Linked DNA regions of Mus musculus: regions 2, 3 and 4 are each linked to region 1. Evidence: chromatin contacts called from public ChIA-PET and HiChIP or PLAC-seq data. All regions are on one chromosome and are shown on one strand. Each heading gives the region's core, a stretch centred on a gene start, on an enhancer-like site or on the middle of the called end of the contact. The rest is flanking DNA. Distances are from core to core; before and after follow the strand shown. Region 1 holds the start of Arhgap39 (Rho GTPase activating protein 39). Region 2 holds the start of Scrib (scribbled planar cell polarity). Region 3 overlaps Gm3787 (predicted gene 3787). Region 4 holds the start of Iqank1 (IQ motif and ankyrin repeat containing 1).

Region 1 (5,990 bases), core at 1,092-3,591:
AAAACTTTTGTGTAAAGAAATTCAAACCTTTTACTTTCCTCTACCTGGTAAAGCTTTTCTTTCCACAAAGGCCCTGCCCTCCTCCAGTTCCCAAACGTGATCTGCAGCAGCTGACACCTCACCCTCTCCCTTTCATTTACTCCAAGCTGAATCTTTTTAAACTGAATCAGGCTGAATCAGGAAAAGACTATGAGGTGACCCCAGGCAATAGGAAAAAAGACACAGTCACCACCTGCCTTAGGATACACTCGAAGTGAGCTTCTGGCCCTCGAGGACTTGCTAGCCCGGTTAATTTCATTTTTGCAAAGATAAATAGCCTTGCTGCTTGTGCGTTCCTTTCTGCAGCATTTAGAACGTCTGTTTCCAGCCGCATTGCTGAGGGGGCTGGAGACAGAGCAGGAGCCCTCATCCATACCTAAGAGCAGAGCCCAGGATGACTCAGCAAGGACGTGCTAAGTGTGAGCACAGTGGAGATCCCCAGGGCTTGGGTCTGCAGCACTGCGGGGTGTGGAAGGCTCTGAGCTCTCTTGGTCTGGATACAGATGGAACGCTGTGTGCAGTCCTGGAAGAGCTTTGGGCCATTTTATTTGTCTGCAAGTGGAATTTAAATACGACACAGAGAAATGAAGACATGAGCTGGAGATGACCTGCCACTAGCTTGATGGCCCAAGTTCCATCCTCGGGACTCAATAGCCGAAGAGAAATGACTCCTTTAGAGTTTGTCTTCTGACATCTCTACAGAGGTCTTGACACATGCAGCCCTACAGACATACAAACTAAATAAGCAAAATATTCTGAAGGCTCATTTTCACCATTTTAAAAAATGTGTGTGTGTGTGTGTACACATGAATACTATTGATCTCATGGAGCTGGAGTTATAGGTGTTTTGTTTTGTTTTGTTTGTTTGTTTGTTTTTTGGTTTTTTGAGACAGGGTTTCTCTGTATAGCCTTGGCTATCCTGGAACTCACTCTGTAGACCAGGCTGGCCTTGAACTCAGAAATCCGCCTGCCTCTGCCTCCCAAGTGCTGGGATTAAAGGCATGTGCCACCTCTGTCAGGCATTATAGGTGGTTTTGAGTCACCTGACATGGATGCTGGGAATTGAACTTGAATCCTCAGGAAGAGCAGTATTTACTCTTAATTGTCAAGCCAAGGTAAAAAAAAAGTTTGGTTTTTTTTTTGTGTGTGTGTGTGTGTGTTTTTCTTTTTAAAGTAAAGAACTGGTGTCGGGCAGTAATGGCCCACGTCTTTAATTTCAGCACTAGCAAAGTGAGGCAGGTAGATAGCTCTGAGTTTGAGGCTAGTCTGGTCTACTGATCGAGTTACAGGACAGCCGGGGCTACACAGAGAAACCTGTCTCAAAAAACGAAAACATGAACAAACAAAAACAACAACAACAACACTGAATATTCCGAAGTCTGGGAGGGTGACAAACGCACTTGTAATGTGTTAAAGACGGATTTTAAGTTTGAGGCCAGCCCGGGTACACAGAGCAAGAGCTCGTCAAATACAAAAAACCCAAATGGCAGCTGAGGATGTAGCTCAGTAGGTAAAGGGCTTTCCTAGAATGGGTTTCACCTCCTCAGCTGTGTAAACCGGATATGGTGCCTGTAATCCTCGCACAAGAGAGATGAAGACGGGATTAGAGTTTCAAAGTCATCCTTCGCTACATAGGGAAGTTGAAGGTCAGCCTGGGCCATCTGAAATTCTCTCTCTTAAAAAAAATTAATAAGAAGTTAAAAGGGCCATGGAGTGGGTAGAGGTGCTCTCTGTGCAAGCCTGATGATGCGAGTTCCGTCATTAGAACCCATGGTGAAAGGAGTTGTCCTCCGATTTCCACACGGACACTGTTGGCACGTGCGTGCACATGCTTCACACACAATACACATTACAAAAAAAAAAAAAAAAATAGAAAAGAGAGCACATTTAAAGCTGTGCCTGAGTTACTACGAGAATAGTCAAGGAAATAAAAGGAGGAAAATAATAAAGGGAAGTTACAAACATGGAATACGCAGAGTATTTTAGACAATAGCTACCTTTCCAGAGTCAAGGAAGAGGTATATCTCAAGCTTAGGAACCCCAGCAGGGCTAGAACTAATAGAGTCACGCCACACCCACGTTAGGACACACCTGAGGTGACCCAGACCTCCAGAAGTGGGCGGGTACAGGTGAGAGCGGAACGGCCGGCTAGCGCGGCATCGGGGGCGGGGCCTCCGACAGAGGCAAGGCTCCCTCGGAGCTCCCGAGGGGCTGCGCGGTGGCGCAGGCGCATTGCAGCCTCGCGGGCGGCGCCCCCTGGCGGCGCCACCATCCTCGCGGGGGCGGAGTCGGAGGCGGGGGGTTGCGCTTGGTGACGGGGGACGCGCGGCCGCAGCGCACTGGACCAGCGGCGGAGACCCAGGACGTGAAGCGCTGGCTGCGGCGGCGACGGCGGCCGGGAGCCGCCGGGAGCTGGGGCGCAGCGTGCGGTCGGTGATGAGGGGCAGTGGCGGCGCTCCGGGCGCAGGGCCGGCTGGTGAGAGCGCGGGAGGTGGGCGGCGCGGGCCGGGAAGATGGCGGAGAGGCCTCGCTGCGGCCCCACGGCCTGGCCCAGGCGGAGGCCCCCCAGTCCAGTCGTGCTAGAAATCGGGGCCCCAGGTGACCCGGTAGGGGAGGGTCCGCAGGAGGACGCCGCGGCCAAGGGCCAGGGAGTGTGAAGGCGGGTTTGCGTAAGAGCAGGGGCCCGAGGGTGGTGGGTGTGAGGGTGCCATGGTCTGCACGCGTGCCCGGCCTTTGGATGGGCGTGAGTGCGTGTGTGTCCCTGGCCAAGATAGTTGTGTGCGAGCCCTTTGCTTGAGGTGGTTGGGGTTGGGGTGGACCTGATGGTGGGTGTGAGATGTGAGGGTGCCCGGCCTGCAGACAGGTGTGTGTAGTCAGCCCGAGGACAGGTGTGCGTGCGTTCTGTGTCCAGGCCCAGAGCCGGTGGTGTGCTTGTGCCCTTTCTGTGCACTGGGCTCCGGTCCGTTTGGGGGTGGTGAGAGATAGTGCTTGCCGAACGAGGATCTTGCGGGCTAGGCTTTGTCCGCGATGCCCGGCAGTCGGTGGGCGTCTCTGGGTCGGGTCGTGGCTTGCTTGCGCGTGGTGCGCCCTGGCTTCGCGGCAGGGCCTCTGCGGCAGGCTCGGGTGGTCCTCTCCCCGGCCTTTCAGACTTGGAACTCCCTGGGCGCCTGCTGTTTGGCAGGCGTGGGGTGGGTGGGGGCTGCGAGCCGGCAGGCTGTGCATCCCGGGCCAGGCAGGCTGTCTTTATTTTAAAACGTGCTGCCCGCTTCGGGCGCGGCAGCTGTGGGTGTGTTCCATGCTGCTGCTCACCGCAGCTGCTGTGGGCGCTACGCAACCTTCAGCCGCAAAAATGCGGCTGGACCCCCTCCCCCTTCAGTGTTGTTCGGGTTGGCCAGGCCTCCAGTGACCTCTGCAGAAAAACGTACAGTTGCAAGGCTTCAGTTCCTCCCGTGGTGCAGACAATACGGACGTTTGTCTTTGGGAGCTAGGGAGGGCAATTGAGCACTGCGTCCTGGGCGCAGTCTGTAAACAGCAGGTGGTTTTGTCCCTGCTCCCCTTTTTACAACGAACGTGGGGGGAAGGGAATTAGAAGGAGAGGTGTGACTGGATAGTCCGGAAAGCCAGTCTTCAAGGGATTCTGAGTGCCTAGGAGGGAATAGAGAGATGTGACTCCTTCCAGCTCGTGGTCTAATCAGCTGTCTTGTAAGAGTCTGGAGCAGAGTGAAAATGAGTGCTGGTTCTGGAGCCAGACTGACCGCCCTTGAGTCATGACTCCTCCTTTACTGGCTTTGTGGTATTAGGTAAGGTCTCTCTGCCTTTGGTTTCTTGGCTGTAAAATGGGTACACTAATAGTATTGGTCTCAGAATGCTGTTGTGAGGACTCTGTGACTTAAGACTTGTAAAATTTTTCACACCTGGGAAGTTTTGAGTGTTAGGAATTGTTCTTGCTACGAAATTGCAAGCTGTCAGGGTTAGGTATAGGTTGGACTGTGTGTTACAAAGTGCATAAACTAAGTGTGTGTGTGTGTTAAAATTGTAATTTCGTCTGAATTTTGCTATGTGCTCAGGTAGGTTTCAAACTCATGATCTTGTCTGGCATGCATTGCCATGCTTGGCACAAAGTACTTGTGTGTGTGCAAGTATGTATGTGTGTGTGCATACATGTAATTATTTTCATTTTGTGTGTATGGGCTAGTGTGTGTGTGTGTTTAATTATTTTCATTTTATGTTTGTGCCAGCTCTGTCGAGTAGAGGTCAGAAGATAAATTTTAGGAGTTATCTCTCATATCAAAGTGCCCATACGCACTGACACACACATCTAGCTGGTTGGAAGCAAATCTTTCTAAAGAAAAAAAGAACAATTTTATACACTTAGATAAATTAATTGCATAGAGTTGCTTTAAAAGTCTCTTTGGTAAGGAAACCTCTCGTGCAGCACACAGATTGCCACAGTGCTGACCGGGAGACGTGAGCTTGGTGTTGCCAGAGGGAAGGGGGCATGCAGGCCCTGGGCAGTGAGAGCCAGGCCTACAGTGTTGTACTGCACAGTGTTACCTTTGAATTAAGAAAGGTAACCTTATTAAGGATAAACTTTGACACTGAAGACGTAAGTAACAAAATGAGAGCCAGGTTTTACCTGTATGGTAGCGGGCCTTGGTAAATTACCGGAAGAAGTTCAGATAGACTTTAAACCAAAGTGAGGGGGATTGCTGTGTTTTTCAAGGAAACAGTTAATCTAGTCATTACGTTTCCCTCTTTATCTCAGAATTACTCTGGAAAATGGTAAAATAGCATTCGTACTCTGATAGAAAAGTTAAGTGAGGTCTTGAGACTTGTGGCAGTGAAGGTGAGAATGTTTTGTTTGTTTGTTTGTTCCTAAGGATATGGTGTCCAGCACTTGGGAGGAGAAAGAAGAATTGAGGCCAAGCTGAGTTATATGAACCACTTAAGTTATATGAGACCATGTCTTTAAACAAAAGAAAAAAGTAGTCCAGTCTCATTCTGGCCTCTGCCATATGCCTGCTGGGGCAGAGGGCTGTGGATTAGGAACTGCACCCAACAAAGACTCACGGGTCCGTGCATAGTTTCGCAGTCTAGCTATTGCAGCCTCTCCTGAGGTGTCTTGACTCCTTGATGCTGTTGAGAGAAGAAAAAAAAAAATCCTTGAACTATGTTCCTGTGCTGAAATGTCCAGTTTGACTGGCAGAACCTTTTCACTGGATCTTACAAGCAATCCTCACAGTTGGCCTTTTGGGTGAGGCTTTATGTTGTCACAAAGCTGTGTTCACTGAGGTAGACTAGATGTGCAGCCAGCCATGGACATGCAGAGACAGTATGAGTTGGTTACTGGCTCCTGAGCCCCATTTCCCATTGTTCCTTTCTCACCTCCCCAGATAACACGCTTCCCCTCAGCTACTGACCTCTGTGGTTCCTGTGTTGCCCTGTTCGGTCTCTGTTGGCCCCTTGAATTGTTCCCAACTTATGCCCCTGGTATTCCTGTGCCCTGTGACAGAGTCTGACCTGGACCTTGTCCTAGGGCAGCTGTTAGCAACCTGTTAGGTAGTCTCTCCTCACCTGGGTTAGCACTGCCCATGTCTGCTGCTACAGTGATCAGGACCTGGGTGACATTTCCTAGGTGTGTCTTCTTGAACTCATGCAAGTTAGGAGTGCCCAATGTCCTGTCCGTCTCTGCTGTTACAGTAACATAAGTGAACTTTATTGGCATCTGTTGTGAGTTATAGTGATGTGTCATTCTCTCATGGAGAATGCATACTAACCTTTTTACAGTGTATACTGAGAAGAGCCAGGCATCATCTGTTCCTCTCGGTTGGTGTTTTGAGTGTGTAGGAGGTTGTGTGTGTGATATGTGTATGCGTGTGTATGTGGTGTGTCTGTATGTAAGTCTGTGTGTGTTTGTGGTACAGGTATGTTTGTATGTGTTTGTATTTGTA
Region 2 (5,525 bases), core at 923-3,422, 750 kb after region 1:
AGGTGGGAAGACCCAGCAACATTGGACAAGCCCAACCCATCATAGATCAGCTGGCTGAGGAAGCTAGGGCTTTCAACCGAATATATGTGGCCTCTGTACATCAAGACCTGTCTGATGATGACATCAAGAGTGTATTTGAAGCCTTTGGCAAGATCAAGTCTTGTACGCTGGCCCGGGACCCCACAACTGGCAAGCACAAGGGCTATGGTTTTATCGGTGAGTTTGGGAAGGGCCAAGGAGAAGAGGGAGCCCGCCTCTTACTGGGGCTGGCTTTTCTCACTGCTCATCCTGCCCTGCAGAATATGAGAAGGCCCAGTCGTCCCAGGATGCTGTGTCCTCCATGAACCTCTTTGATCTGGGTGGCCAGTACTTGAGGGTGGGCAAGGCCGTCACACCCCCCATGCCCCTGCTAACACCTGCCACGCCTGGAGGTCTCCCGCCTGCTGCTGCTGTGGCCGCAGCTGCAGCCACGGCCAAGATTACAGCTCAGGTGAGAGCTGGTGCAGTGATGAGTGTGGACAGTGGGTGGACAGACCCACTCAGCCTTTGGGAACTGGCTCTTAGATGGTTTGGGTGGGAACAAAGAACTGACTGTGAGAACAGACTAGAAACTGACTCTGCTTGTCTTTTGGTTGCAGGAAGCAGTGGCTGGAGCAGCAGTGCTGGGTACTTTAGCCACACCAGGACTAGTGTCCCCAGCACTGACACTGGCCCAGCCCTTAGGGGCCCTACCCCAGGCTGTCATGGCTGCCCAGGCCCCTGGAGTCATCACAGGTGAGTCTGAGTTGATCAGGTTCTCTTCCATTCCTTTCCCCTCTCCTCTAGGGTCTGTCTTCAGCTTCCCAACCCATACTTACTTCGGTGTAATCCCTTGAATCCAGGACAGGCTGGCTATCGCCAACCATCTCTTTACTCTTTCCCAAACAGGAGAGTGTATGTGTGGCTATTAAACTCGGTTGGTTTTGCTGCAGGTGTGACACCAGCCCGCCCTCCTATTCCGGTCACCATCCCCTCTGTGGGAGTAGTGAACCCCATTCTCGCCAGCCCGCCAACGTTGGGTCTGTTGGAGCCCAAGAAGGAGAAGGAAGAGGAGGAGCTGTTTCCTGAGTCAGAACGGCCAGAGATGTTGAGTGAGCAGGAGCACATGAGCATCTCGGGCAGCAGTGCTCGCCACATGGTCATGCAAAAGCTACTCAGAAAACAGGAGGTAAGTAGGTGGGCTCGTGCCAGGCCCGCTCTCGGCGGTATGAATGTGAAGTAGTGGGTGATAGGTCGCAGCATTCAGGTGTCTTTCCCACAGTCACAGCAGTCAATTGTCTTTCCTACAGTCTACAGTGATGGTTCTCCGAAACATGGTGGACCCCAAGGACATCGATGACGACCTGGAGGGAGAGGTGACAGAGGAGTGTGGCAAATTTGGTGCTGTGAACCGGGTCATTATCTATCAAGAAAAACAGGGCGAAGAGGAAGATGCAGAAATCATCGTCAAGATTTTTGTGGAATTCTCCATGGCCTCAGAGACTCACAAGGCCATCCAGGCCCTCAATGGGCGCTGGTTTGGTGGTCGCAAGGTGGTGGCTGAAGTGTATGACCAGGAGCGTTTTGATAACAGCGACCTCTCCGCGTGACTTTGGCCTCATTTCCTGGACTTGCACTTGCCCCTTCCTTCCTTTGGGTTTTGTAAAGTGTTAACCGTGGTGTGTCCCTGGGACCAGGCACTCTGCCCAACCCACCCTGTAGTGTACATAAAGATGCAGATACCACTGGCCCTGAAGTCCCTGTGTCTGAAATTGGTCCTGTGACCCAAGCTGGTTGTGTGTGGAATGTCTTATCAGGGTTCCAAGGCACCAGGGACAAGGAGGGCGTTCAGCCTGCTGTGCAGGGGTGAACAGGAGGGACCGGGGTGGACAGGCCTTGCTTTATCTTCCTTTGTGGGGAGTGCTGGCTTGCAGCCTTGCTCACGTGGATAGCTCTGAGAGCTGTCTGGCCCTGAGATCTGTAGGATCCAGGACCAAGAGAGCATTTTGTGGGCGGGCGGGCATCTGAGTTGTTACACCTGCTAGTATGGGTTACGCCAGAGCGAGGCCGGAAATCCCGACATGCCCCGCGCGAGACCGCTACGGGTCGTCGGAGACGCCACGCCGCGTGGCCCTTTGGGAGCTGTAGTTTTGAGCAGAGAGGGCGGGCCTAGGCTTCCCGGCGGGCTGCGCGGCTGGGCGGTTGTCGCGGGCAGCGGCGGCGGTTCCGGCTGCGGTGCTGCGGGCGGATGAGCTGCTAGGTGAGCAGGCCGGGCGGGATGCGGAGCCGCCGCCGCGCCCCCAGCGCCTAAGAAAGCGCTGCCGGGTCAGGCCGTGCTGCCAGCTGTGTGCCGCCGTCGGAGCCTACAGCTCGTATTGAACGCGGGCCGAGCCGAGCGCCGACCCCGGCCACAGTCCGGGACCCGGCTGCCCGCCCCACCCCCGCGCGCGCCGCTCCGCCCGCGCTCGGCGCTCATGCGGGCCGAGCCCCGCCCCCCGGCCCGAGCCCGCCGAGCGCCTCCCGAGCCCGCGCTCACTGCCCGCCCGCATCATGCTGAAGTGCATCCCGCTCTGGCGTTGTAACCGGCACGTGGAGTCGGTGGATAAGCGGCACTGCTCGCTGCAGGTTGTGCCAGAGGAGATTTACCGCTACAGTCGTAGCCTCGAGGAGCTGCTCCTCGACGCCAACCAGCTGCGCGAGCTACCTAAGGTGAGCGGCCGCCGCACCTGCTGCCCCGCGCTCAGTTCTCGGGGTGGTGTATGACTTCTGGGGCAGCCGGCTGGAGCGAGATCTCAGCAGGCGCTGCCCGAGCTGGGCACCGCAACCTCCAGCCGGCCCTGCAGGTTCCTACTGGTCAGAGCCCCGCCCCAGCCAGCCCCACCCTCCTCCAGCCGCCGGTGTTGGCACCTGGTGGCAACCTGTCTGGGGACTAAGTAGATACTGAACCTAAAAGGGGAGCCAACAGAGAAGCCCATGAGAGCACAGGAGGAGGATGGGTCCAGGGTGCGAGACCGACCCGGGTTAGCAACTGTTAAAGCTAGTTGGGCTACTTTAAGGGTAGGAAGTTGGTTTTCTTGCACTGTGTTCTGCCTTCGTTTTGGGAGGAGAGGTTTGCAGTGCTGAGTGGGACTCTCCTAAGATACTTGCAGTGTCAGATCTATTCTGTCATCGCTCAGCGGAGAGCCCACCTTTCACTGTCTGTGTTCCTTCCTGTCGGGTTTGTTTGGGGTTTTTTTTGTTGTTGTTGTTCTGAGGCCACACTAGAAGGAAGGCCAAAGGAGGCAGGTTATGTAGGACTTACTTTTCTGAGATAGGGGACTCAGTGGTCTGATATTCTTGCCGGCTGGTGGCGTTGCGGGTGTTCTTCATAGACCTTTATGGTATCCGTGTGTGAATCTTGGACATTTTGCACTTGTGTTTCTCTCTGGTGCCTGTTGTTGTTATTGCTTTTTTTTTTTTGTTCTGTTTCTTGAGACAGGGTTTCCCCTTCGTAACCCTGGTTATCCTGGAATTCATTCTGGCTGTCCTAGAACTCAGAGATCCACCTGCCTCTGTGGGTACTAAAGATGTGCACCACCCACAACCCACCCCAGTGCTCTCTGGTGTTTTTATTGTTGTTCTCTCTTTGTTAAGCTCTTGCTGTTCATTGTTGGGGTTCCTGAAGAGCTCCAAACTCCTTTAGAAGAGGTAGTTTGGATAGTAGGTAGGATACTGAGAGTGACTGACCCATAGGGCAGAGGGCAGGGGCTATCCATTTGGGAGCTGCTGATGTCTTGCCTGGGGCATGTTATCTGGGTGACATCTGGGTAATAGTGAGAGGTGGGCTTTCCACCGAGAAATGAGAGCGTAGGTCTGACAGTATCTTAGGAGAGTCCCCCTCAGCAGTTGCAGAGTATCATTGCAGAACAGCAGTGGTACATGTGACAAATGACACAAGGGAGACCAGGCATCAGGTGGGCAGGGGTGTGTTTTGCAGGCTTCTTTGTCTGGTTTTTCAGCACACTGGGTATCATGGCTAGAGCCGCAGAACCTTGTGTGACCTGGGATACAAAGAGGTCCAGGACCCTGTGGCCATGATCCTCCTGGTTTGGAAACTCTCCCATACCCATAGGGCTTTGGCTATAGAGCCTGTTCCCCTGATCACATCTTCTGCCCACAGCCCTTCTTCCGACTGTTGAACTTGAGAAAGTTGGGCCTCAGTGACAACGAGATCCAGCGGCTGCCTCCTGAAGTGGCCAACTTCATGCAGCTGGTGGAGCTAGATGTGTCCCGGAACGGTAGGGGGGGAGGGCGGGTGGCACTCCGTGAACATAGGGGGGAGCATAGGGGCTCCTGGGAGCTCCTGAGGCGTGCCATCCTCACGGCACCCTCTCCAAACACAGATATTCCTGAGATACCTGAGAGCATAAAGTTCTGTAAGGCTCTGGAGATTGCAGACTTCAGTGGGAACCCCCTGTCTAGGTAAGTGTTAGCCCACAGTGCGGGTTGGCTCTTGGCCACGGCAGGGTCTAGAGCTCTTCCATGCGTATCTGAGGCCTGTGTTGCTTTGTTTCTCCAGACTTCCGGATGGCTTCACACAGCTACGCAGCCTGGCTCACCTGGCCCTGAATGACGTGTCCCTGCAGGCACTGCCTGGAGATGTGGGCAAGTGAGTGCCCCTTGATGAGTGGATCTGGGTATAGGCAGTGCTTGTCTTGGTTCTGCCTTCCTCAGCCCTGGTCCTTGGTCTCTTTCAGCCTGGCCAATCTGGTGACCCTGGAACTCCGGGAGAACCTGCTTAAATCTCTCCCTGCGTAAGTTTGGGGCCTCCACCCAGCAGAGGTAGAGCTACCCTGGGGCGTGGCCTGAGTGGCCACATGCAGATGTTGTCTTCTGTACAGGTCCCTGTCTTTCCTGGTGAAGCTGGAACAGCTGGATCTGGGAGGCAACGACCTGGAAGTGCTGGTGCAGTGAGGGCTGCCTGGGGAAGCAAGGGTGTGCTGTGGGGCAGCTGCTGCTCCTGGGTGTCACACTGCTTTCTCCTGTCTTTGTCCATTCTTGCAGCCTGACACCCTGGGGGCTCTGCCTAACCTTCGGGAGCTATGGTTAGACCGAAACCAACTGTCAGCGCTGCCCCCGGTAAGTGAGGGTGGGACTGGCTTTATCCCCTACCTGCTGCCCTTTGACCTTTTGTCTGTCTGCAGGAGCTAGGCAATCTGCGGCGGCTGGTGTGCCTGGATGTGTCAGAGAACAGGCTGGAGGAGCTGCCTGTGGAGTTGGGTGGGCTGGCACTGCTCACGGATCTGCTGCTTTCCCAGAACTTGCTTCAGCGGCTGCCAGAGGGCATCGGTCAGTGTGCCAATCATCAGTGACCTTGTGAGGTGCCAAAGAGGGGCTTGGGCTAGGATCTGACTTAACCCAGGTTAGAGGTGTCCAAAGAGGGCAGGTGCAGTAAGCGAAGGCCAAGATCAGATACCCATTCATCCAGTTAGCACTCAGGCGTCAGGGCAGTTTGTTATGAAAGAATT
Region 3 (5,806 bases), core at 943-3,442, 550 kb before region 1:
AAAGGGGGGAGGGGGGCTGGTGCGATGGCTCAGCATGTAAGAGCACTGCTCAGCGGTTAAGAGCACTGACTGCTCTTCCAAAGGTCCTGAGTTCAAATCCCAGCAACCACATGGTGGCTCATTCTGGTGTGTCTGAAGACAACTACAGTGTACTTACATATAGTTAATAAATAAATAAATAAATAAATAAATATTTTTAAAAGTGTTCTTTTAAAAAAAAATAATGTAAAGACTCGTTTAACTTCTAGTTCACTCTTTGCTTCCTTCATACTTGTAGCTCAGGATGTGAGCCCTCGGCTTCCACTTCAGCCACCAAGCCTGCTGCATGCTGCCAGGCTTCCCAGACATGACAAACTCTGGATCCACAAGCCCAAATAAAGTCTCATATAAATGGTCTTGGTCATGGTGTTTTATCCTGGCAATAGAAAGATAACTCATACAGAAGCTATGGCCATTGTGTGGCCAAGGGAAGCAGGAGGTCTGAAGGCCTGCCACATGGGTCACGGGGAAGATTTTGTATGCCAAGCAGGAAAATGGTGACAAACGTGTCCGCTTGCCTCAGCTGACACCAAGGATACGGGCCGCGTCTCTAACTCTGACAGCACTAGGGTCTTGTTTTAAAGGTCCACATGTCACTCTAAGGACAGGGGAGCCATGCAGGGAAAGATTTCTCACAGATGCCCCTGCCGGTTGTGACTCAAGATGGCTGCAACCAACCTGGACCCCTGCACTGGCTCACTGAGCCTATGCTGCCTTTGACTGGCTCCCCTGGGCACATGAGTTCCTGTGGGGTGTCGGGCAGCAAGTCCTTCCTGTTCTTCCTGTACAGTCGCTGCCCCTCCACCCAGGCATTTCTTTCAGATTCTGTCACCTCAGGCCCCGCTGGGACAGAGGGTGGTGTTCACGCACGTCTGGCTGGAGTGAACACAGGTGCGTTCTTTACCTGTCGCTAAGCAGAGGATTGACTTTGCTTGGAGGGCCTGTGCTCAGGTGTGGGCAAAGGTCAGCTGTAGCGGGACCAAGATAGACAGACCACAAGCATCCTTGTCCAAGCTCCCTTCATAGTCCTTCTCCGGTCCTGATCCCTGATCCCTGCTATCTGATTCCTGACCCTTAAGTGGACCTGCCCTCATCCTATTCAGCGGGGTTCCTGCTTATTCATTTATTCTTTGCCCAGGCAAGAACAGAAGTGGCAGAAGTCCCTAGGAACCAACTCCCTCAAGGCATTTTCTCCTCTTCCCAACCCCCACCCCCTTCGTTTCTTCTTTGCCTGCTTCTTCCTCTTGCCGTTTTTCTTCCTCGTTCTTGCTCCATCTCATTTTCTCCCCATTCCCTTTCCAATTCATACAAAGTCTGTGTGGCTTTTGGAGTCACGGGGAGATGGCCTGCCTTTGGTTGCCAGCTGCAGGGCCCGTTCTCAGCAGTCAGAGCCACGGCTGCCGGAGCAAACACTGTCAGCTGAGGCCAGCCACAACCACAGTATGCCCTTCCCTTGTTGATCAACCTTGGATGCCGCTCACGCACGTCGTGTCCACACGGGGGCGCTCCAACAGTGCTTCTCTGGCGTCTCTGGCCTTTCTAGTCTGCATTTTTTTTCCTCCTGGTTAGTGGGAGGAGCACTGGTTTCCTTTCCAGTCTTAGTCGTCTGGCTGCACGAAAAGAGCCTAGGCCCATATGTTCCTTGAGTAGTATTTCCTCTAGCAAAGGCTACACATCCAAAGAGCCCTTAGATTTTTTTTTTGTTCAGATTTGGGTGGAATTCAACAAATTCCCTCAGATATCCCTCCCTATTGAAAAAATTTTTAATTTCTTCTTTTTTTTGTTTTTTGTTTGTTTGGTTGGTTGGTTGGTTGGTTTGGTTTGGTTTGGTTTGAGACAGGGTTTCTGTCTAACACCCCTGGCTGTCCTGGAACGCACTATGTAGACCAGGCTGGCCTCGAACCCACAGAGCTCTGCCTGCCTCTGCTTCTGCCTCTGCCTCCTGAGTGCAGGATTGTAGGCATGCATCATCATGCCTGGCTTTTCTACTTAATTTCATTTTATATGCATGGGTGTTTTGCCTAGATATATATCTGTGCACCACACACTTGCCTAGTGCCAATGGCACTTCTGCCTCCAAAGGTCCACCCAGGTGACTTGCCTCTGCCAGCTAGGCCCCACCCCCCGGAAAGGTTCTGCTTACCAAGCTTGGAAATCACAGTTTTGAGCTGGAATAAAATGAACTAGAGGCCGGGCGGTGGTGGCGCACGCCTTTGATCCCAGCACTTGGGAGGCTGAGGGAGGCAGAGGCAGGGGAATTTCTGAGTTCGAGGCCAGCCTGGTCTCGAGTTGAGTTCCAGGACAGCCAGCGCCACACAGAAAAGCCCTGTCTCAAAAAAAAAACAAAAAAACAAAAACAAAAACAAAAACAAAAACAAAAAAAGAGCTAGAAAGCAAGCTTGTAGTATTAACAGAACGTCCACACGAGGGCGCCCACACACTTTTTAAAAGATGCTTTGGATGAAGCCGGTCCCCAGAGGGACCAGGAATCTGCGCGGCAGGGCTGAGCCTCCCTCCGGGCCTTCGCTCCACAGCCTTCTCCCTCTGAGGATTTCCTTGTTGGTTTTCTTGTTTGCTAGGGAGAGATTCGGTTACCCGTAAGGGGTCTTAGAGCCATGGCCCATGGCTAGGAGACGCAGTAGACGTATTAGAAAGATGAGTTGAGCAGGCAGGCATAAACCTGAGCCTTTCGGAGGGCTTCCTCCTCATTCCAGTGTACTAGTTGAGAAATCCGACATTGCTCCCTCTGGTACTGACTTTGTCACGTCCTCCCACAGGACGGGAACTGCCCGCCTCTGGGCCAGCTGGGTGGCTGCATTCACTGTCCAGGCAAGGCGTCTGAGCTCTGGAGCTGTGGCCTCCTCCTAACGCTCTCACACATCAGTCAAAGCCTTCCTCTTCTGTGTCAAGGACTTCAAGCTTCTTGGCTCGTTCTTCCCAATTCCTCCCGGCTTCCACCCCACCCCCACCCCTAGATGCCTGGTTCAGTTTTCCATTAGCATCTGGCAGAAGGCGGGTGGAGGAGGAGCTGGCCGAATGTTTAAACTGGTTACCACATGGCTTCTTGGAGCCAACGATACTGCTACCGGGAGACACAGGGAGAGCCTCCCCAAGCTCCAAGGCCAGTGTCTGCGGCAGGATCAAACACCAAAGGGTTTCTGCACTGGGCTGGAGACAGGAATTCACTAAACTGTCTTCAGTCTTTCTCTCTCTCTCTCTCTCTCTCTCTCTCTCTCTCTCTCTCTCTCCCTCCCTCCCTCTCTCTCTCTCTCTCTCCCCCCCACCATTCCCCATGCCCATGCCCATCTCTATTTTAAGACGGACTAAATTGCCCAAGCTGGTCTTGAACTCATTCTGTAGCCCAGACTAGTCTTGAGTTCATAATCCTCCTGCTTCAACCTCCACAGTAGTGGGATTACAGACAGTCCCAGATGAAGTTTCCTAACACTGGTCAATCTGAGCTCACTTCATCCTCTGTGCCTGTTGATTGCCACAAGAAGCCCAAGACACAGGAGGGGTGCAGGGCAGAATTTGGGGAGCACAGCTGTATTCAGAGCCTCCTTGCCTGCATTGGAGTAACTTGTGTGCTGAGAAGACATGCACACACAAACACACACACACAGACCAGGCAATAGGACCACGGGACAATGTGGGGACACCAGCATTCATGTGGGGGCTGTAGCTGTGGATATTGAGACAAGGCAAAGGTTTGAGGCTGCTGGAAAGAGACTGCTCTGTTCAGCTCTCCGTGCTGGGAAAGATACGACTGTTACTCAGGCTTCCCGAGGTTAGTAAGTGTAACAACTGTCTCTCCCTCCCTGCCTTTTCTGTTCTGTGAGACCTCTGCTGCTGCAGGAGCATCCAGATTTGCTTCCATTTCCTGACTTCTATAAGAAGAGCAGCAATAAGCCTGATCCGTGCAAGTGTCCCTGCGGCAGGGTGTGGAGCCCTCTGGGTACATGCCCGGGAGTGGAATATCTGGGTCATAGGATGGTTCTATTTTTACATTTCCAGGAAAATGGATGGATCTGGAAATTATTATAATAAGTGAGGTAATTCAGCCTCAGAAAGACAAATACCACATGATGTCTCTCATAGGCAGATCCTAGCTATTAACACAAGTACACGTGTGTCCATGCATAGCTATATACATGTGTGTGCATTTATAGATACGAATGAGAGCATAGGGCTTGAAACTAGAAAGGGTACCATGAGGGGGAGTATATTTTCTCCGGGTGGGGGTAATAGAATGCATGTGACATTAAAACAGGAAAGAGACTCCCAAGGTGGAAGGGTACAAGAACAAGGTAGGGGTATGGGGAGAGGGGGGACCTTAGTAAAAACAAATCATGTTTGGAAATGCCAAAAGGGAACCTATTACTAGTACGCTGGTTAAAAAATAAATACATAAATAATTTCAAAATCTTCTGACTGTGTTTGAGAATGAGGGGCCACTCAGGTATGAGGTTGAGGGCTTTCTGCTGTTAGCAGTGGAAATTGCTGGGTGTTCTGGGTTTTTTTGTTTGTTTAGATTGGATTGGGGGCGGGGGTTGGTTTGGGTTTTTGGTAGTGGTGGTGGAGGAGGTGGTGGTGATGGTGGCGGTTGGAGGCAAGCCACTGGGGAATTTTCACCATTAATGACTAATATGGCAGGGACCTGGTCACTGTCGTTTGTGCCACCACTAGGCAAGTGGTCCTGGGTTCTATAAAAAAGCAGGCTGAGCAAGCCATGGGAGCAAGCGGCACTTTCTAAAGATGACAGAGCTACCATAACAACCACAGGAGAACAGGTAAGACCTGGGCAGATCAGGGCGGAGCTTTCAGAAGAGTTAGTTCTAGAGTATGGGGAGACTCGGGGAGATAAGTAAAATAAGGAACCTCCCTAATTTTAGGATCAGGGGGATGCAGGGATGGGACCAAAAGGAAAACATGAGTTAGGAAGTAGTGAAAAGGTGCTTGCTACACAGCTATGAGGGCCCAAGTTCAATCCCCAACACTCCTTTCTGTTTGTTTGTTTGTTTGTTTGTTTGTTTGTTTGTTTGTTTGTTTTTCAAGACAGGGTTTCTCTGTGTAGCCCTGGCTGTCCTGGAACTCACTCTGTAGACCAGGCTGGCCTCAAACTCAGAAATCCACCTGCCTCTGCCTCCCAAGTGCTAGGATTAAAGACGTGTGCCACTACTGTCTGGCGACACCCAGATTTTTTTTAAAATTCTTAAAAAAAAGAAAAAAGCCAGCCGTGGTAGCAGATGGTAGCAGATATCTGTAAATCCAGAGCTGGGGAGACAGGGACAGGCGCCCTGGGGCTCACTGGCCGGCCAGTCAGCCTAGCCTACCATTGATAATCTCCAGGCCAATGAGAGACCTATGCCTAAAAAAAAAATCAATGTGGACAGCCCCTGAGAGACAGCACCCAAGGCTGACCTCTATCTTCCACATGCATGCACACACATACACAGGTACCCAACTACACACACACACACACACACACACACACCAAGAAAGAAAAAAAAACAAGTCCTGGAGAGACACATTCAAATGCTCAGACAAGGGAACCATGGGTGGAGTTCAAACCCAAATTAGATGTTGGCTGGTGGGAGGAGACCTAGCCTATGAGTCAGCCACTCTGGGAAGTGGGTGGAGGTGCTGTGTATTTTCCACAGTGAGAACTTCTGCAGATCCGTGCTTCTTGGTTCTATGTCTCTCAGGATGGTAGTCTCTGCAAGACAGACTCCAGAGACTTAGAATAGGGGAAACAACCAGGGCCTGC
Region 4 (6,281 bases), core at 1,073-3,572, 810 kb after region 1:
GCTGCGTGTGGGTCTGGGGTGGGTCCCCTGACAGCGGGTACAGACTCCAGGCAAGCTCGGTGCAAGAGACAGTCTGGGAAGATGTTCACAGCTGTGGCAGAATGAATGGGACTCAGAGCAGAGGGGCGATAAAGGCTGCAGGAGGGTAGGCACAGGGGCGAGGGAGACCTTTTTCTGATGCTCTGCAGGAGCCAGCCCAGGCTGGCTGTAACCCTTCATCCTTCCTGGAGGTGCTTACAGACAAACAGTCTGAAGGGGAAGGCAGGACTGTGGGATGGTGAATAGACAACCACTTAGCATGAAGATTCCCAACTCAGAATCAAGGCCTGCTTTTTCTCAATATTGCTTTGTTGCTGTTGTTGTCGTTTCCAGACAGGGTTTCTCTGTGTAACCCTGGCTGTCCTGGAACTCACTCTGTAGACCAGGCTGGCCTCAGACTCAGAGATCCGCCTGCCTCTGCCTCCTGAGTGCTGGTGGCAGTGTGCGTCACCAACGACCTGCTTCGATATTTTTTTTAAGCTATCTGCCCCTCCAATCTCCTCCTTACCCTAACACTGTACCCTCCTGAGCACTGTACCCACACCCCTTCTCCAGCTCTAGAAGTTCGGGGTGCAGTGGACATCTGAGCTTTGAGTCACAAATCTATCATTCCACGCCCAACTGAAAGATCTCTTGGAAACCACTTGGAGAGAAAGGGTTTCTGTGTGCCTAGTGGTCTCGTGGTCAGTGTTGGGGTAGTGCCCTGGAGGTCAGAGGGGGCACTCACCAGCAGTAGCTCGAAGCTTGGACCCAGGGAGGAGCGCCTGCCCCTTCCCTGATGCAGCTTTGGGCCCCCCCTTCTTAGTGCTCATTCTCCTGGGGGTGGGAAGGAAAAGTCCAGGGATGGTACATTCAGGAGGGCAGCGAACAAGGCAGTGGGAATACTGCCCCGGCCCTGGATGAACATGCAGCAGGAGCATAGACCTCCAGCATGTCCCCCAGCCAGCTTCTTGGTCCACCTGCCCGCCCCTGGTGGTCTAAGGATGTGCCCAGTAGCTCGAGGAAGGATACCTAGCAAGAGGATGTGTCCCTTTATGCTGGTACCCCCGTCCTCTACAATTCTGGATCTGCCTGTCCTTCTGTGTTCTAACACCATCCTCTAAATCGCTGGGCTAGAAGCTCAACAGCCTGAGCTCTGCGGACTTGCTTTCAACTACTGCCAACGTGGGTCTGCTGAACACAGCCCCTCCCCACCCGCAAACCCTCTTCCTTCTTGGCCTTGGGAATCTCTGCTGTCTGGTTCTGGAAGCAATGCCCTTCTCCCTAGTATACAAGGCAGGCCCCCCATTCACTCCTCTTGGAAGAACTTTCCGCTCCTGTTTTAGTAGGGTCTTCCAGTGCCCTAGAACCCCTCACAGGGCCAATGAATAGGAAAGCGGGTAGTGCAATCGCTGACTCCATACACTTATGTACCCACTAGGCTGGGGCCGCAGGGCTCCAGAGTGCATTTGGGGATGGAGTTAATGAAATGTTATCCTAAAAGTAGGACCAGAAAGTGACTGAAAGTAAGCTGTCTTACGGACAATGTTCAGGCAGGTGGCAGACACTGAGAATCTAGGACAGGAGAAGTGGTAGGTAGGAAGCTGGCTTGGACATGTGACTGAGTTCAGGGCACGGCATGCGTAGAGGAGTGGGTTGGAGGGAGGGCTGGGTAGATTAGGGCTCTAGGAGGAACTAAGTCCTTAGGTGTACGGGTGATGTGTTGGGGTCGATACAACCATGAGGTTCCCTGTCTGTAGAGGATCCAGTACTTGCAGCATCTTGGGTGCAGCCTCTTTTAATGTGCATGTATTAAGACGGGACCTTTGTGTCTTCAGTTGGTTTGCACAGGAAAGGATCAGTGGGTGCCAGGACCGACACTGTTGGAGCAGTTTAGAGAGTGATCCTCATGTGAGATGGGGACTTGGGGGGTACGATTGGTTTGCGGGATTCTGTGTGGCAGAGGGGCTTCTGCTGGCGGATCACTCCAGATTCCCTTGTGCCTGAGGGGTCCCATGGGTACGGGTGAGTGCGCAGGAACCTTTATGGTTGGGCAAATGAGTGGGGAGGTCCGTGGAGTTCCTATGCTGTCGGTCTCATGCGCGAAGATGAGCCTGCGGGGAGTGGACTGGGGAAACTAGAGGTGTGTCTGCGAACGGTAGGGCGGTCACTTGAGTGAGATGGGTACCCAAACACCCCCCCCCCCCCCCCCCGTCTGAGACCTCACCTGCCTCACCTGCCTCTCGCAACACAGAGGCCAGAAGCTCCGCCCCTCGCGTCGAGCTGGCCAGTTTCCTAGCGACTAAGCCGGAACTTCCGAGTTACCCCAACTTCCGGGGCGAGGGTCAGGGGTCGGCAGTAGGGGCTTTGAGCGATCGGTTTTCAAATAGGTTCAAGGGGCTTCAGTGTCCGGAAAGACGAGGCTCTAGAAATCCGGAGCGGCGCTGGCCAGGGTCCGGAGCGCAGCTCTGGGGCTCCACCAGAGCGCTCAGGGGTCGGGGTTGGGGTGTGGGCTGGGGGCGCCAGTGAAGCCACACTGGGAACCCGGGATCGCGGCCGGGGTCCGGGGCGCGGAGGGCGCAGGAATGCGGGCGCGTCGGGGTGGGGCCGCCCCGCCCAGGTGCTGCCCGGACAGGCAGGAGGCAGAGCGCGGGCGGGGCGGGGGCGGGCGCGTGAATCAGGCCGAACGGGCGGGCGGGCCGCGGCGGGGAGTGGCTGTCGGACGGACGGGACCGCGAGGCCGCTGGGCGGCGGTGGGCTCCTGCTGCCCCTGTGCCGAAACCCCGCTCACCTGGCCAGGTAGGGCTCCCGCCCCGGAGCGGGCCGGGCACAGCACGGCGGGGCGAGGCACACGGGACGGGAGGCTCGGGCCTCCGCGCGGTGCCACCTGGGTCTGGTCTCTGGACCTGGGCCGGGCGGTGCAGTGAGCGCGTGCTTTGGGACTGGGTGGGAGACAGGGAGACTGCGCTCCGGGGCACTGGGTGAGGGATTTTCCAGGGTCACGCTGGCAAGTAGGAGACTGAACAGTGCGATTCGCTCTGGCGGCCTAGGTATTGTCAGGACATGACCTGTACCTTTCCCGGAGCCTCTCCCCGAGCCGCCATGAACCGGGGTGTCTAGGGCTGGGTCCTTGTGTGGAAGGCAGGGAAAACTGGACTCTCCTAACTCCTGATCTCATATCCCTGGACTGGATCGGCAGATAAGATACCTGGCCTGGGTAGCCGCTAACTTCCTGGGGTACAGTAACACCTTTGGGCCTTGCAGTGCCTAACCTGAAAGCTGTATAATTCATCGACTTCCGGTCTTCCTAGGTTCTTCTTGTCCCCCACAACCCCAATCCTTCTTGATCACAATCATCCTGTCATCCTCTTTGTGTAGTAGCCTAAGGTCCTCAACCATGGATCCCCCTTCCAGACCCAGGAACACTACTACCTCCTGCCAGACAGGAGAGGAAAGGGTCATTTTCTTGCCCTACTTGTGGTGAAGGGCCTGGGGCTAGCTTCAGGTAGGAGGTCAGGAACAAAAAATTCCTGCTGAGTCACTGGTTTGGGTGGGATAGGCTCCTTCCTTAAGCAGGGCCCCACTTGGATAGGCAGATGTCAGTGAGCAGGCTGTTGGATTCATCGCTGATAGGAGTGGTCACCGCCCCGTCTATCGTCAAGGGGCGATGTGTACCAGTGAATGATTGTAAGGGCATTTAAGGTCGTGTGTGACTTCTGTGAGGTCAGGTACCACAGTGGCCGCTCAGGACTAAGGCCACTTCCCAACCCATGTGTCTCTGAGGGTTCTCACCACTGGCTAGACAGTATCAGTTCTCAGTCTTATACAAGGAAGTGTCCCCTCAGCGTGAGCATGCTAGGATCCCCAGGTAGTGTGGGAATGCTGCCTAGGAGAGCTGGCTCCAGTCTGAGACCTGTCCAAGCAGACAGGCCCGCATCAGACCCCAGGTGCTCTGCTTCCATCTCCCCAGAACAGTGTGCCACGCCTCACATTGCAGACAGGAAGGAAAAGCAACAGCCTTAGGTCAGGGCAATGCCCCAGAGGGAAGTCGGAGCACTCTTCTTAGGGCCAGTAGACATAGGAGTGTCCCCACCTCCAATCTCTGTCACACTTGGACTTGCTAATGTGTTACGCCATGCCCCTAGGGGTGGCAGACACTGTAGCTCCCTGGGTCATACACAGCAGAGTCCCGCTGGACCCCCAACGTCATTGAACAAGTATCCCCTAATACCAGAGCTGCCATCCTGTCAGCATCGCTGGCCCACTCCTCAAGGCACTCCTCCTCCTGGGCAGAAATACTTCCCTAGTTTGGACTATCATCCAGGAACCTGTGTGCTAGGCAGGGCAAGAGTCCCAAGCCATTTCAAACCTGTGGAGCAGTGGGGAATGGTATGAGCCTGCCCTAAGGCAACTTCCAGGCCAGAGGCCACCAGGTTTGCAGGCGTTTGGTTGTCACTTCTAATGCCTTCTTCAACCACAAGCTTCTGCTACTCGCACTCATGGCCCAGGGACCTCCTGATGTGGACATGAACGGTTTCTCGGGCACATACTTGCCAGTGAACTCAGACCAGGCTGGACCTGGGCTAGCCCGTGACATCTGGCTTCCAAGGCACAGGAGTCATGCTCTCTCATGAGCGCACATGCACGCACGTGTGTGTGCACACACACACACACACCAGCCACTAGAGAACAGTGATCCTGAGGCACCTGTGATGGGGGACGCTGACAGAGAACTTGGGACGAGGCTTGTAGCAAAGTCTTCCTTCATTCTTAGTGTATTAGGGAGAGGGTGGAGATCCGGGGCCTTGGGTATTGGCAATGGCTCTGTTGCCATCAGGATGGGTGAGTGAGTCTGGGAGGGTATAAAGAAGAGACCCTACAGGGAACTGTGAGTTCCCAAGGAACTGTGGCCCAGGGAGGTTTTAGCTGAGGTGAGACGGAAGCAAGGGTGAAGATTTTCAGAGAGGTCGAAGGTTGAGGAGTCAGGACAGGGAGATCAGTGAAGGGACTGTGGGCAGATGCAGGTGTGGACTGAGGAAAGAGGTGTGGGTGGGGCTTAAGGCCATCATCCCTGGATGAGTCAATCTGCACTCCACTGTGCTCACCTTGGGCCAGGTATGATGTCTTGCCACCCCTCCCAGCTCTGTGCAGTGAAGGACACAGGCTAGAGCAAAAGGGGGGGGGGGGGAAGGAATAATCTCTTTAACTGGCCTGCATTTGTATCTTAACCAAAACTTATCTTTACAGGAAAAGGGAACCACAGAGTAAATGGGCCGTGAATGTATTGACTCTGAAGTAAGGGGAGGTGGGACCTCTTACCTGTATTGGGGTGGGGACAAACATTGGCAGTCACTGAGACTGATAGAAACAAGGTGTCAGCCCCAGGAAGGGGATTAAGGGCTGAGTACCACTGGCCCATGTCTTACCAGCTAGGCACATGCTACGGCCTGTGGTGCTGCTTCAGAGTCTGTCTTCACTGGGGCTCAGAAAAACTCCCGGGCATAAGCTAAACCCAAGATCCAGCAGCCACATCAGCCGTGTGTGTCCACTTGTGGCATGAGGTAAGTGGGTCCTACTGCCCCTAGTTAATGCATTTTCCTGCCCCTCCAGGCCCCTGGCCCCAACATGGCCCGTCGCTCCCAGAGCAGCTCGCAGGGGGACAACCCACTGGCACCTGGGTACCTGCCACCTCACTACAAAGAATATTACCGCCTAGCGGTGGATGCATTGACTGAGGGTGGGCCAGAAGCCTACAACCGCTTCTTGGCATCTGAGGGGGCACCTGACTTCCTGTGCCCTGAGGAACTGGAACACGTGAGCCGCCACCTGCAGCCCCCACAGTATGTGGCCCGGGAACCCCCTGAAGGCACCCCATCTGATGTGGACATGGACGGGTCCTCAGGCACCTACTGGCCAGTGAACTCAGACCAGGCTGTGCCTGAGCTGGACCTGGGCTGGCCCCTCACATTTGGCTTCCAAGGCACAGAGGTCACCACACTGGTACAGCCGCCGCCACCTGACAGCCCCAGCATCAAAGATGAAGCTCGGAGGATGATCCGCTCTGCCCAGCAGGTGCATTCTCACGGGCTTGAAGGATGGTGAAAGGCAGCCCAAGCCGGGTTTTGAAGCATGAATAGGAGGGTGTGGGAGATATAAAAGCATTCCTGGTGCTTAGGATGCCAGGGCTGGCCAGCCAGACCTCGGCAGTAGGGTTGCCCTGTAGAGTCTGCTCATTATCACCTGGGTCTTGGGTAGCGGGTTCT

The links. ChIA-PET counts read pairs in DNA pulled down with a chosen protein or histone mark. HiChIP or PLAC-seq counts read pairs in DNA pulled down with a chosen protein or histone mark.
Region 2: a contact with region 1 is called in an RNA polymerase II ChIA-PET map of memory CD8 T cells, with 7 read pairs. The contact joins the promoter of Scrib here to the promoter of Arhgap39 in region 1. A contact is called at or near these places in 1 of 39 promoter capture datasets (pre-B cells) and 1 of 115 datasets of contacts at active chromatin or transcription factors (memory CD8 T cells).
Region 3: a contact with region 1 is called in an H3K4me3 HiChIP or PLAC-seq map of embryonic forebrain, with 5 times the contacts expected there. The contact joins the enhancer-like site here to the promoter of Arhgap39 in region 1. A contact is called at or near these places in 1 of 39 promoter capture datasets (the 3T3-L1 cell line), 3 of 484 Hi-C or Micro-C datasets (the N1E-115 cell line, embryonic stem cells and palatal mesenchyme), 4 of 115 datasets of contacts at active chromatin or transcription factors (embryonic forebrain, neural tube, pancreatic cancer cells and 1 more) and 1 of 9 other capture datasets (embryonic stem cells).
Region 4: a contact with region 1 is called in a FOXA1 HiChIP or PLAC-seq map of pancreatic cancer cells. The contact joins the promoter of Iqank1 here to the promoter of Arhgap39 in region 1. A contact is called at or near these places in 1 of 39 promoter capture datasets (liver) and 1 of 115 datasets of contacts at active chromatin or transcription factors (pancreatic cancer cells).

The regions. Positions count from the first base shown.
Region 1 is chr15:76,814,517-76,820,506 of GRCm38.p6, reverse strand. It overlaps Arhgap39 (Rho GTPase activating protein 39), which reads left to right and starts at 2,341. Exons shown (of 12, transcript NM_001168288.2): 1 at 2,341-2,515.
Region 2 is chr15:76,066,431-76,071,955 of GRCm38.p6, reverse strand. Scrib (scribbled planar cell polarity) reads left to right here and starts at 2,172. Exons shown (of 36, transcript NM_001310543.1): 1 at 2,172-2,727; 2 at 4,178-4,295; 3 at 4,401-4,479; 4 at 4,577-4,666; 5 at 4,755-4,811; 6 at 4,899-4,962; 7 at 5,062-5,136; 8 at 5,202-5,346. The coding sequence starts at 2,569. It overlaps Puf60 (poly-U binding splicing factor 60), which reads left to right. Exons shown (of 12, transcript NM_028364.2): 8 at 3-216; 9 at 300-490; 10 at 639-774; 11 at 972-1,207; 12 at 1,329-1,774. The coding sequence ends at 1,628.
Region 3 is chr15:77,364,082-77,369,887 of GRCm38.p6, reverse strand. It overlaps Gm3787 (predicted gene 3787), which reads left to right. Exons shown (of 3, transcript NR_168297.1): 3 at 278-395. Among named protein-coding and RNA genes, the nearest start is that of Gm41353, 9.1 kb to the left of the region's middle. Within about 2 kb of position 2,192, at least 195 of the 459 cell types and tissues checked have an H3K27ac peak or open chromatin away from gene starts, as enhancers often do. A contact at or near this core is called in the N1E-115 cell line, embryonic forebrain, embryonic stem cells and 3 more, where this site is marked.
Region 4 is chr15:76,005,910-76,012,190 of GRCm38.p6, reverse strand. It overlaps Iqank1 (IQ motif and ankyrin repeat containing 1), which reads right to left and starts at 2,322. Exons shown (of 14, transcript NM_001370920.1): 1 at 2,246-2,322; 2 at 767-855. The coding sequence starts at 851. It overlaps Fam83h (family with sequence similarity 83, member H), which reads left to right and starts at 2,693. Exons shown (of 5, transcript NM_001168253.1): 1 at 2,693-2,817; 2 at 5,629-6,090. The coding sequence starts at 5,644.